2 separate regions of the Mus musculus genome follow, and region 1 is linked to region 2. Evidence: chromatin contacts called from public Micro-C data. All regions are on one chromosome and are shown on one strand. Each heading gives the region's core, a stretch centred on a gene start, on an enhancer-like site or on the middle of the called end of the contact. The rest is flanking DNA. Distances are from core to core; before and after follow the strand shown.

Region 1 (5,405 bases), core at 2,138-4,637, 330 kb after region 2:
TAAGGACAAGCTGAGAATCATTGGCATTGTTGGGTTAGCTTGGGAGACATGGGAGGGGGTGGACTGTAGAGTCCGTGTGGGATGGATTGGAAGGAAGAAGGCAGAGGCCAGGCTTCTGAAGACATGTCTGGGGAATGGAAAGTGAGGAGCACAGGGCAGTTAGGCCCACTGCAGGGTGGGGTGCACAGCTCCCTGTAGCTCAGGCTCCAAGGGTCCAGTGCCCTCTTGTGGCCTTTGGGGTTCTACACACAGGAACATTGAAAAAAATTTTTTTTTCTTTTTTGGTTTTTCTTTTTTTCTTTTTTTGAGACAGGGTTTCTCTGTATAGCCCTGGCTGTCCTGGAACTCACTTTGTAGACCAGGCTAACCTCGAACTCAGAAATCTGCCTGCCTCTGCCTCCCGAGTGCTGGGATTAAAGGCGTGCGCCACCAAGCCTGGCTCAACATTTTTAAATTTTTAATCAAAAGAAAAGGCTCGGGGCTGGTGAGATGGCTCAGTGGATAAGAGCACCCGACTGCTCTTCCGAAGGTCCAGAGTTCAAATCCCAGCAACCACATGGTGGCTCACAACCATCTGTAACAAGATCTGACGCCCTCTTCTGGAGTGTCTGAAGACAGCTACAGTGTACTTACATATAATAAATAAATAAATCTTAAAAAAAAAAAAAAAGAAAAAAGGCTCGGTTTGAGATGCTGGTGGCCTTGAATCAGAAAATAGTTGAAATTCATTTTTTAAAAAAGATTTATTTATTATTATATCTAAGTACACTGTAGCTGTCTTTAGACACACCAGAAGAGGGTGTCAGCTCTCATGATTGGATGGTTGTGAGCCACTATGTGGTTCCTGGGATTTGAACTCAGAACCTTTGGAAGAGCAGTCGGTGTTCTTAATCACTGAGCCATCTCTCCAGCCCTGAAATTAATTTTTTACCCACTTGGTGACCTAGAGGAACTTAGCTGAGCTCAGTTCTGCTTACCAGATGTGCAGTCTTGGTGCATACCAGCCTAGCTTCCTGCCCCGGGCCCACAGAACAGCTAGAATATTCCCTGGCAGGATTAACTCAAGACTGCTCACAAGGCCACACATACCGTGCACTCTGGCAGCATCATCCAGAGAGAAACCGAAGACTCCTGGTCCAAGCCAGTGGGGTTGCTTTATAGAAAACGAGACACAGCACAGGTCATTTCCCACTAGTTCCCAGGAAGGACCTCCCAGGCTGCCACCTCTGCCCAAAGCTGAACTGAAAAGAATCCATCATGTGTTGCTGGACTGTGAATGCTGGACAACAGCTTCAGCATTCTAAGTATCTTCAACTATAGGTACGTGTTGTCCATGAGAGAATTTGATTTATATCCGTTAAGTATTAATGTTAATGTGTTTGGTAAGACCTTAAGGAAAAAGTTTGATGATCAAGAAGCCCAAAGCAGCTGGGGAGAGGTAAGGTTCAAGCCAAAAAGGAAAAGAAAATTTAAATCTGGGCATGATGGCAAAGATGAACCACACCTGAATCCTCTGCTCCACCAAGACCACCTGTGTGGGAGCTGGCGAGATAGCTCAGTGGTTAAGAGCGCCGACTGCTCTTCCGAAGGTCCCGAGTTCAAATCCCAGCAACCACATGGTGGCTCACAACCATCTGTAACGAGATCTGATGCCCTCTACAGTATACTTAATATAATAATAAATACATTTAAAAAAAAAAAAAGACCACCTGTGTTTGCATACAAAAAAAAAAAAAAAACCCTGTTATGGATGAGAGTGTTTGATAAAAAGGTCTTAATAAAACACTAACTAACGCCGGGCATGGTGGCACACGCCTTTAATCCCAGCACTTGGGAGGCAGAGGCAGGTGGATTTCTGAGTTTGAGGCCAGCCTGGTCTACAAAGTGAGTTCCAGGACAGCCAGGGCTATACAGAGAAACCCTGTCTCGGAAAATAAAAAAAATAAATAAAATAAAACACTTAGATGAATTCAAGAACCTTTATCTTGAGCTAAATGAGATCTTGGGAATTTAAAGATGGGGCTGAAAAGAGGGGGTCTCATCAGTTAAAAGTACCACCTATTCACAGCTGTAACTCCAGTTTCAGGGCACCCGATATTCAAAAAACACCCACACATGACATTTATGTTAAACCCACCCATACACATAATCTAAAAATATTACAGATGCATGCTTTTAATCCCAACACTGGAGGCAGTTGAGCAGATCTCTGTTCACAGGCCACATAACTGCTCCAGACTCAACCAGAGCTGCATAGACCCTGTCTAAAACCAAGAAATTAGAGACACTGAGGCTGGAGAGCATGGCTGCTCTAGCAGAGACTAGTTCCGTATCCAACACCCCGTCAGGGGTCTCAACTCCATAGCTACAGCTCCAGAGAGGGACCGACACCTCTTCCAGCATCAGCATGCATGCCTAAAAAGTAAAAAAAAAATAATAAATTGCCAGGCATATATATAATCCTACCCAGCACTTGGGAGGCAGAGGCAGCAGATTTCCATGAGTTCTAGACCAGCCTGGTCTACAGAGTGAGACCCTGTCTCAAAGCTAAAGAATGTTTCTTAAAATAGAGGGCCTGCAGAATATTGAAAGTGGTTCTGTGGGTGCAGACAGGTGCTTCTGGGAGTCTCCCGGAGCTACCATGTAGAACTTAATGTCCAGGGCTTGAGGAGGAAGGTCGGCAGGTTCTCTTGTTGCTGGTATCGATGGCAGGAAGAAAATCTGAACCACCTAGCAAGGAACAACTGAGAAGATGTCAGCTGTTGAATGGGAAATTCTGAGACCCTAACACAGGGTAGCGGGTGGGTGAGTAACTAAAACCTTAATTAAATTCGACCTGGTATCCAAAACCAGTTCCCTGACTTATGACCTGATACTTAGAAAATTGTGTGTGTGTGTGTGTGTGTGTGTGTGTTTAATGTGGGTTCACAGGTAGTGTGTGGAGGGTCAGGACAATCCATGTTGGTCTATTCACTACTGCATTCTCTGCATCCATCTTTGAGTGGGTTCTTAGGGGCAAACTCAGGTCTCCAAGCTTGAAGAACAAGCCCTTCACCCAACTGAGCCAGTGGCCCTGGCTTTGAGACAGTCTACAGTGTAGCTTTGGCTAGCTTGGAGCTCACTCTACAGATCAGACTGGCTTCCGGCATGTGATCCTCCTGCCTCTTCCCCCCCCCCCCCCCACCCCAGTATTGAAGGTGTGTGACGCTGCTCCTGGGACAGGTACTAATTTTAATAGTCACTTAGCCAAGATATAATCTGGAAGCAATTGAAGGTGCCATTTAAAAACACTTCCTCCTTTTCTCTCCGGGCCATCCAATTAACACAGTGGCAGATACTGTGTACACCGTGAGGGCCAGCCCACACATTGTTGTTCAGGGCTGGTGAGTGAGTAAGCCTAGTCATTATGTTCTTGGACAGCCTGGCGGCTTGGCTTTCCCAGCCTTTCTGTTACCACAGTCCTGAGGCAGGGACAGCAGGTGGGCTGGAGGGGCTCCTCCCTGAGGAAGTGAGATTCTGGGTCTGAACGCCAAGTCACTTGCTGCTGCGAAGCATGGATTTCCCTCCTTCGACTCACAGAACCACATAGCTTCCCTCTGGTGCCTGGTGTCAATGTTGGAGATTAAGAGAGTTGGAATTGATAGCCTGGAGTTTCCGTCCACCCCACCCCCACCCCAACCCCTACCCCCACTCCCACGCCCCAGTCAGAGGGGTTTGCAGCTGTGCAGTGGGAAGATGCGGGCACCAACGTCTGGGGTGGGTGGATGTAGCTGGGAGCCCGACTTGGATGGGTTTCAGTTGTGCTGTCAGGTGTGTATGTGTATCTTTTTTGTTGTTGTTTGTTTCTCTGTATAGCCCTGGCTGTCCTGGAACTCACTCTGTAGACCAGGCTAGCCTCGAACTCAGAAATCTCCCTGCCTCTGCCTCCCGAGTGCTGGGATTAAAGGCGTGCACCATCACACCCGGCTTGTGTATGTGTATCTTAACTATATCTCCCATGCACACGTATAAGGTGTATTTTAGTGTTTTGTGTTGGCATATTTTTTTAATCCATTTTATTGGGAATTTTATACTTCTACCCCCCTTCCAACCCTTATTCCACCCTAATCCTTTCCAATCCCCCCCACCCTCAGTAGTAGATAGGAGAGAATGAAGGTTAGAGGAGAAAGGAGGCGTAGATCTCTTTAGATTATGTCCTTCCGATTAGGGGTGATGAGTTCCTTGGGGTAAGTCCAATCTTCATCGTCACGATATCTCTAACTTGTCTCTCTGTGCATGAACACTTGACAAACCTTAGCAACAGCAACCAGGAGCAGAAGGGGGAAGCAGCTGCCTCCTTCCAAACACCCCTCTCTAGACTCATATTTATTCCCTCTCCAGAGTCCCCAAAATTCCAAACATAAACCACCTGCAGCTGGCAAAGATCACCCCCCTGCTAGTGTGCGAGGCAGATCATAATCACCTGCTGTGAAGTAGCCTCGCACCCCACACCTGGGATTAGAACAAAAACATGTTCACACAACATAACGGCTTTTAAAGAAAACCAGAATTCTCACTACAATTTTGTGGACGCTGCGTTTTATCTTTGAAGGCTTTTGAAGAAGATTTTTACCATTTCCAAGTATGTGTACATGGGGTGGACTTGTGGGCACAAGAGTGCAGGGGCTGCAGAGGCATCGCATCCCCTGGAGCTGGAGTTATAATAGGTGGTTGTGAACCACTCGACATGCATGCTGGGAACTGAACTTGGTTCCTCTGGGAGAGCGGTAAGTGCTTTTGACCATTGAGCCATGTCTCTAGTCCTCCCTCTTTTAAGGTTTATTTTTACTATGTTGAAATTGTGGCTATGTCTGTCTGGATATGCCCAGAAGTGTACAGACGCCAAGAGAGGCCAGAAGACCGCTCTGGATCCCTGGAGTTGTACTTACAGACAGCTGTTTGCTGCCCCAGGTGAAACCTGGGAATAGAACTCAGATCCTTGGTAAAAGAAAGGCTCCTTGAAGGATCTTTTAAATTTATTTTTAAGTTTTTAGTTATTTGTTTTGAAACAGAGTCTAACTATGTAACACTGGCTGGCCTGAAATTCACAGTATAGACCAGGCTGGCCATGATCCCACCTGCCTCTGCTATCCTGAGTGCTGGGACTAAAGGTGTGCACACCCAGTTAATTAAAAAAAATAAAAGATTTGTGTGTAAGTGTGTGTGTGTTTGCACACTTGCATGTGCTCACACGAGTGCATGTGCTTGTGTATACACACGTGCACACGTTCACGGAGGCCAGAAAAGAACACAGGCTATCTTCATCCGTTACCACTCACTTCTGCCTATTCCTTTGAGGCAAGGTCTCTCCATGTGAGCCCAGGGCTTGCGCTAGAAGCTAAGCTAGAAGGCAGCAGGTCTCAGTG
Region 2 (5,087 bases), core at 1,412-3,911:
CTGAGCTAGCCAGCCCCAGCCCTGGGATCTTCTTCCAAGATAATAATAATGTTTCCTAGCTGGGCAAGGTCATGCTTGACTTGGGATTCTAGCACTTGGGATACGGGCAGGAGCATAGCGAATCCAATTCCAGTCTGAGTGATATACCGAGGTCCCACCTTAACAAACAAACGAACCTGCCCACAACCAGACAAAGGTAGTTGCTTGGTAACATTGGGAGCGCATCAAACACAGTCAAGTCGGTTGCTCTGAAATTGATTTTTCAAGTGAATTTCACTTCGATTAAAAAAACAAAAATAAGCCGGCGGTGGTGGCACACGCCCTTAATCCCAGCATTTGGGAGACAGAGGCAGGTGGATTTCTGAGCTCGAGGCCAGCCTGGTCTACAGAGTGAGTTCCAGGTCAGCCAGAGCTACACAGAGAAACCCTGTCTCGAAAAACTCAAAACAAAACAAAACAAAAAAATAGCTGAGTAGTGGTACGCACACCTTTAATCCCAGCACTCTGGAGGCAGAGGCAAGCAAGTCTCTGTGAGTTGGAGGCCAGTCTGGTTCATAAAGTTGAGGCAGAACAGCCAGGGCTACACAGAGGGCATAGATCTTAAAAACAGGCACCAAGTTTGCCAGCTCCATACTACTCCCCTACTCTCTCCTCCAAGCTGTCTGTCTTAGTCAGGGTTTCTATTCCTGCACAAACATCATGACCAAGAAGCAAGTTGGGGAGGAAAGGGTTTATTCGGCTTACACTTCCATACTGCTGTTCATCACCAAGGAAGTCAGGACTGGAACTCAAGCAGGTCAGAAAGCAGGAGCTGATACAGAGGCCATGAAGGGATGTTACTTACTGGCTGGCTTCCCCTGGCTTGCTCAGCCTGCTTTCTTATAGAACCCAAGACTGCCAGCCCAGAGCTGGCACCACCCACAAGGGGCCTTTTCCCCTTGATCACTAATTGAGAAAATGCCTTACAGTTGGATCTCATGGAGGCATTTCCTCAATTGAAGCTCCTTTCTCTGTGATAACTCCAGCTGTGTCAAGTTGATACACAAAACCAGCCAGTACACTGTCATCAAGACTTGCTCAGACCACTACAGTAGGCTTCCGCTTGGCCTCCTGGCCTTCCCTCTTGTCCTACAGCCCTCTAGAGATCGCATCTCTCCTCAAAACCCTCCACAGGCAAGGCATCATAGTGCGGGAAATAAATCCCCCAAATTGGGAGGCAGACAAGAGGCTCTCTGTGAGTTCAAGACCAACCTAGTGTACTAATTAATTTATCTAGTAAATTAATTAGTTTATCTAATAAATTAATGATTTATTTAATACTTATTAATTATAAGTAATAAATATTTTATTATATTGAGGCACAATCTTGCTATATAGCTATATATGTATATAATATATAATATAAAATATTGCGTGTATATGTATATATGTGTATATATATATATATATATATATATATATAGCTTTCCAGATGTCCTCTTACCACTCCCTACCAAGGCCTGAAATTACACGTGCTCCCAAGCACACCTGAAAACAAAGATTTCCCAAAGTTCACAGGGTCCTATGCAATAAGGCTTCCTAAAAGCCTTCCAACACGTAACTTCTTCCTCCACTTGCTCTCTGCGCTTCTCTGTGCCTTTGGACTTGCGGTTTCCTCCATCCGGGACACCCTTCCTGCAGGTCTCCAGTGGGCTAGGTCGCTGCCCCTCAGTGGCCATTCCTGAGCGTTGGTTTGTCTCAGCCCCGCACTCCCGGCGGCTGTCGCCTATTCTCTGCCTCTCACCAAGCCCTGTTAGAACTGTTTTTTGATTGACTCCGAGCTGTTTCTCTCTGGATCAGTCTGCACCACTGTAGGCGCTAGTGAGACTCGGTGGAATGAAGCCTGGGATCCTGGTCTGTCCTGTTTCGCTCTTGTCCTCCGGCTAGGAGGACCCCGGACAGGAAAGTAGAAGGAAGTGAGGAGGAGGCAGGAAGAAAAGGAAGTGAAGGATTCTGGGAGGTGGGTCTGTGTGATTTTTGGGGAGAGGGGAAACCCCGGCCATTCCTACTTACTGGGAGCGCCTGTAGTTGAGCCACACCCTGTAAACACCACGCTTGTCTTTATATTTTGCATAGAATCCCAGCGACTCCTGGGAGGTCACGCAGGGGTGCAGTGGGTCGGTGGGCCTCTACCTCTGCTCACTTCTAGAACTCTCTCTTAATTTAGGCAAGTGTTTGGATGGCTCGGTATCCTCTGCGTTTTAAAACAGACTTGTGTTGATTTTCTCTGGAAACGCTGTGGGTTGAACGTTTTCTTTTTTCTTTTCTTTCTTTCTTTCTTTCTTTCTTTATTTATTTATTTATTTTTTGTTTTCGAGGCCAGGATGGTCTCGGACTCACTAGATATCCTGTGTGTACCTTGAGCAACTGGTGGGAGGCGGTTCCCTGGCATCTTTCACGTTATATTTCCCCAGGCTTGGCGACAAGCGCCGTTGAGCCGTCTCGCCAGGTTGCTCCGGGACCGAATTCTGGGAACTCCCGACCCTGGCACGGTCCCTTTAAGAGGGATTTTTCAGGCGCGCGTGTGGGGGCGTGGTAAATTCGGGGGCGGGACCTTGCAGGGCTGACCAATGGGCAGGCGCGTGTGGCTCGGAGGCGTTCCCCCTCCTGGGCGGGCCGCTCAGGGTTAAAGGGGCGCCCGCGGGTCGCCGCCACTCGGCCTCCGGGAGACAAAGGGCCCTGTCGTCGCCGGCCCCCGAGCTGTTCCGGGCCATGGGCAGGACAGACCGTCGCGCCGGTCCCAGAGCCAGGTAAAGCCGGGCGGGACGGGACCGCGACGGGGTCGGCAGCCGCGCGGCTGTCGCCCGGGACCCGCCCGCGGCCTCCATCGCGGCCCGGCCGGCGCACCACGGGGGCTTGAGGTTCCGCGGTGGTGATGCCCTGCCTCCGTTTCCCTCGAGTCCTAGCCGCGGGGCCAGCTGTGACCCCACGAATGGAGGACTCATCACTTGTCTTAATTTTTTATGTATTTACTTTTGTTTACGTGTGCGTGTGTGGAGGTCAGAAGACAACTTGGGGGGAGTCCGGGCTTTCCTTCTTCTACTTGGTTTCTGGGGATCAAACTCGGGTCAGAAAGCTTGACAGCCAGCGTCTTTATCCGCTAAACTGTTTTATTTTGTTTTGTTTTTGGTGGGGTTTGTTGTTGTTTTTTTGTTTTTTGTTTTGGTTTTTCGACACAGGGTTTCTCTGTGTAGCCCTGACTCACTTTGTAGACCAGGCTGGCCTCGGACTCAGAAATCCGCCTGCCTCTGCCTCCCCAGTGCTGGGATTAAAGGCGTGCGCCACCGCGCCCGGCCGGTTTTGTTGTTAAATGAGACAGAAGCTTAATGTGTACCCTTGGCTGGCCTGGAACTCAATAATGCAGAACAGGCTAGCCTCACAGATAGATCCACCTATCTTTGCATCGCGAGGGCTGGGATCAAAGGTGTGCACCACTATACCTGGCATGTGTGGCGTTTTTTGTCTGCCTTCCAAGTGCTGGAATGACAGGTGTGAGCGCCACATTGGGTGCCTTCGCCTGCTTTAGAATACTTTCCCCCTATAGTTTGTCACAGGCTGTCCTTAGTTTAGCTCATCGGTGCCTCCATGAAGCCCATTGAGGCAAACTGAGGTCTGGGAAGTGTTGGTAACTGGGCTTCCGGCCTGGGCCAGCCCAGACAAGAATTTGGTCCCTAAAGCATCGTGCTTAGACCCTGTTGCTTGTAGCTCGGAGCCCTCAGCAGACTTTGAACCTGAACAGAGCAGAGACGGTTGAATAGCAGGGAGCACTCCCTCCCTCCAAGGGGAAGCTAGAGCCTGCTTGTTTGCCGAGCCAGAGCAGGCAAGGGCTAGGGACCTGGCTGGGCCTTCTGTCTGCTGGTGACCTTGGCCAGGGTGCCCCCATCTGGGCAGTTGGGGGAGGATGGCTGATGGGCACCAGGTAATATTGTCAGTCTTGGTGGGGAAGAAGGACCCCAAGGTTTCTGCCCCATGGGGCTGTTTGTGTGGAGCTCTGTTCTTTGGCCAGGTCATTTTTTCCCACATCTATAAGTGTGCGATTAGGCATGACCCCTTGTCACAGTCCTCACGTTGACAAAGGTTTGCTTTGCCGTGTAGGCTCCCCAGCACAGGCTACACACTGGACACTCAAAGCCAGACAGAAGCCCCCACACCCCCTCTCTGGACTGACGCAGGTAATCCCCAGCTGGTGGTCTGTTTCGGTCAGAGGATGCTTCCTCCTAGGCAACGGCAAAGCCCGCCTTGTGGTAGGGAAAGGCACCTCAGGGAAGAAAATGTTTGTTGCCTTTGAGCAAGGTAGCCAGGTGGCTGAGGCCCGCTGACAAAGGCTGACAAAGGCTGACAAAGGCGGGCAGAGGTTGGGGAAGGAGCTGAGATTGGGGGTTTGGGCTGGGCTAAGCATCAGGTACAAGTCACAGGAGGGAAGAGTCCCGCTGTGGTCCCAGGGGAGGGCCCTAGGGAGGTGATCTTACCTTGAGGCGGCCAGATAGGAAGGGGCAAAGGTGGAGGCAGCTGGGGAGGGTGCCTGCGGTGCCTCCAGCAAACTTAGGTGGGGATCTTGAAATGGGAGCTAAACAAGCTATGTGTTAGAAGACAGCCAGGGGTGGGAGGATCACCTGGCCTCAGTGATTAGATGTGGGGGTGAGAGAGACAGCAGGGGCCACTTGCTGAAGCAGGATGGACTAGAAGGAAGCCGAGTACACCGTCACCTGCTGCCATGGCCAGAGGCCCTGGTTCCCTGTGTTCTGTCTCATTGTCATAACCTTGACGTGGATAATTTTGCTCTTACATTATAGATGAAGAGCTAGAGGTCCAGAGAGACTGACTGTGTGCCCCTGAAGTGACCCAGCCTGGAGACTGTGAGCTGACCTTCAAAGTGATTGAGCAGAACTGGGTGGGCAGCCTGTGGTAGGTTCTGGGAGAAGTAGGCCTGTCAGTCTCGTGCAATTGATTTGGGAGGGGTGTGTGAGTCCCTTGTGCAGAGAAAAACAGAGGCACAGAGAGGTGCAGCTGGCATAAAAAGCTACACAGCAGCCAGAGGCAAAGCAGGG

The links. Hi-C and Micro-C count contacts between places; a contact is called where the count stands out from the background.
Region 1: a contact with region 2 is called in a Micro-C map of the G1E-ER4 cell line, with 3 times the contacts expected there. The contact joins the enhancer-like site here to the promoter of Pheta1 in region 2. A contact is called at or near these places in 1 of 39 promoter capture datasets (liver), 1 of 484 Hi-C or Micro-C datasets (the G1E-ER4 cell line), 5 of 115 datasets of contacts at active chromatin or transcription factors (acute myeloid leukemia, embryonic basal ganglia, embryonic forebrain and 2 more) and 2 of 9 other capture datasets (adipose tissue and liver).

The regions. Positions count from the first base shown.
Region 1 is chr5:122,176,459-122,181,863 of GRCm38.p6, forward strand. No RefSeq gene overlaps it. Among named protein-coding and RNA genes, the nearest start is that of Gm52787, 17 kb to the right of the region's middle. Within about 2 kb of position 3,388, at least 37 of the 459 cell types and tissues checked have an H3K27ac peak or open chromatin away from gene starts, as enhancers often do. A contact at or near this core is called in the G1E-ER4 cell line, where this site is marked.
Region 2 is chr5:121,846,336-121,851,422 of GRCm38.p6, forward strand. It overlaps Pheta1 (PH domain containing endocytic trafficking adaptor 1), which reads left to right and starts at 2,662. Exons shown (of 4, transcript NM_175474.4): 1 at 2,662-2,789; 2 at 4,135-4,211; 3 at 4,833-4,944.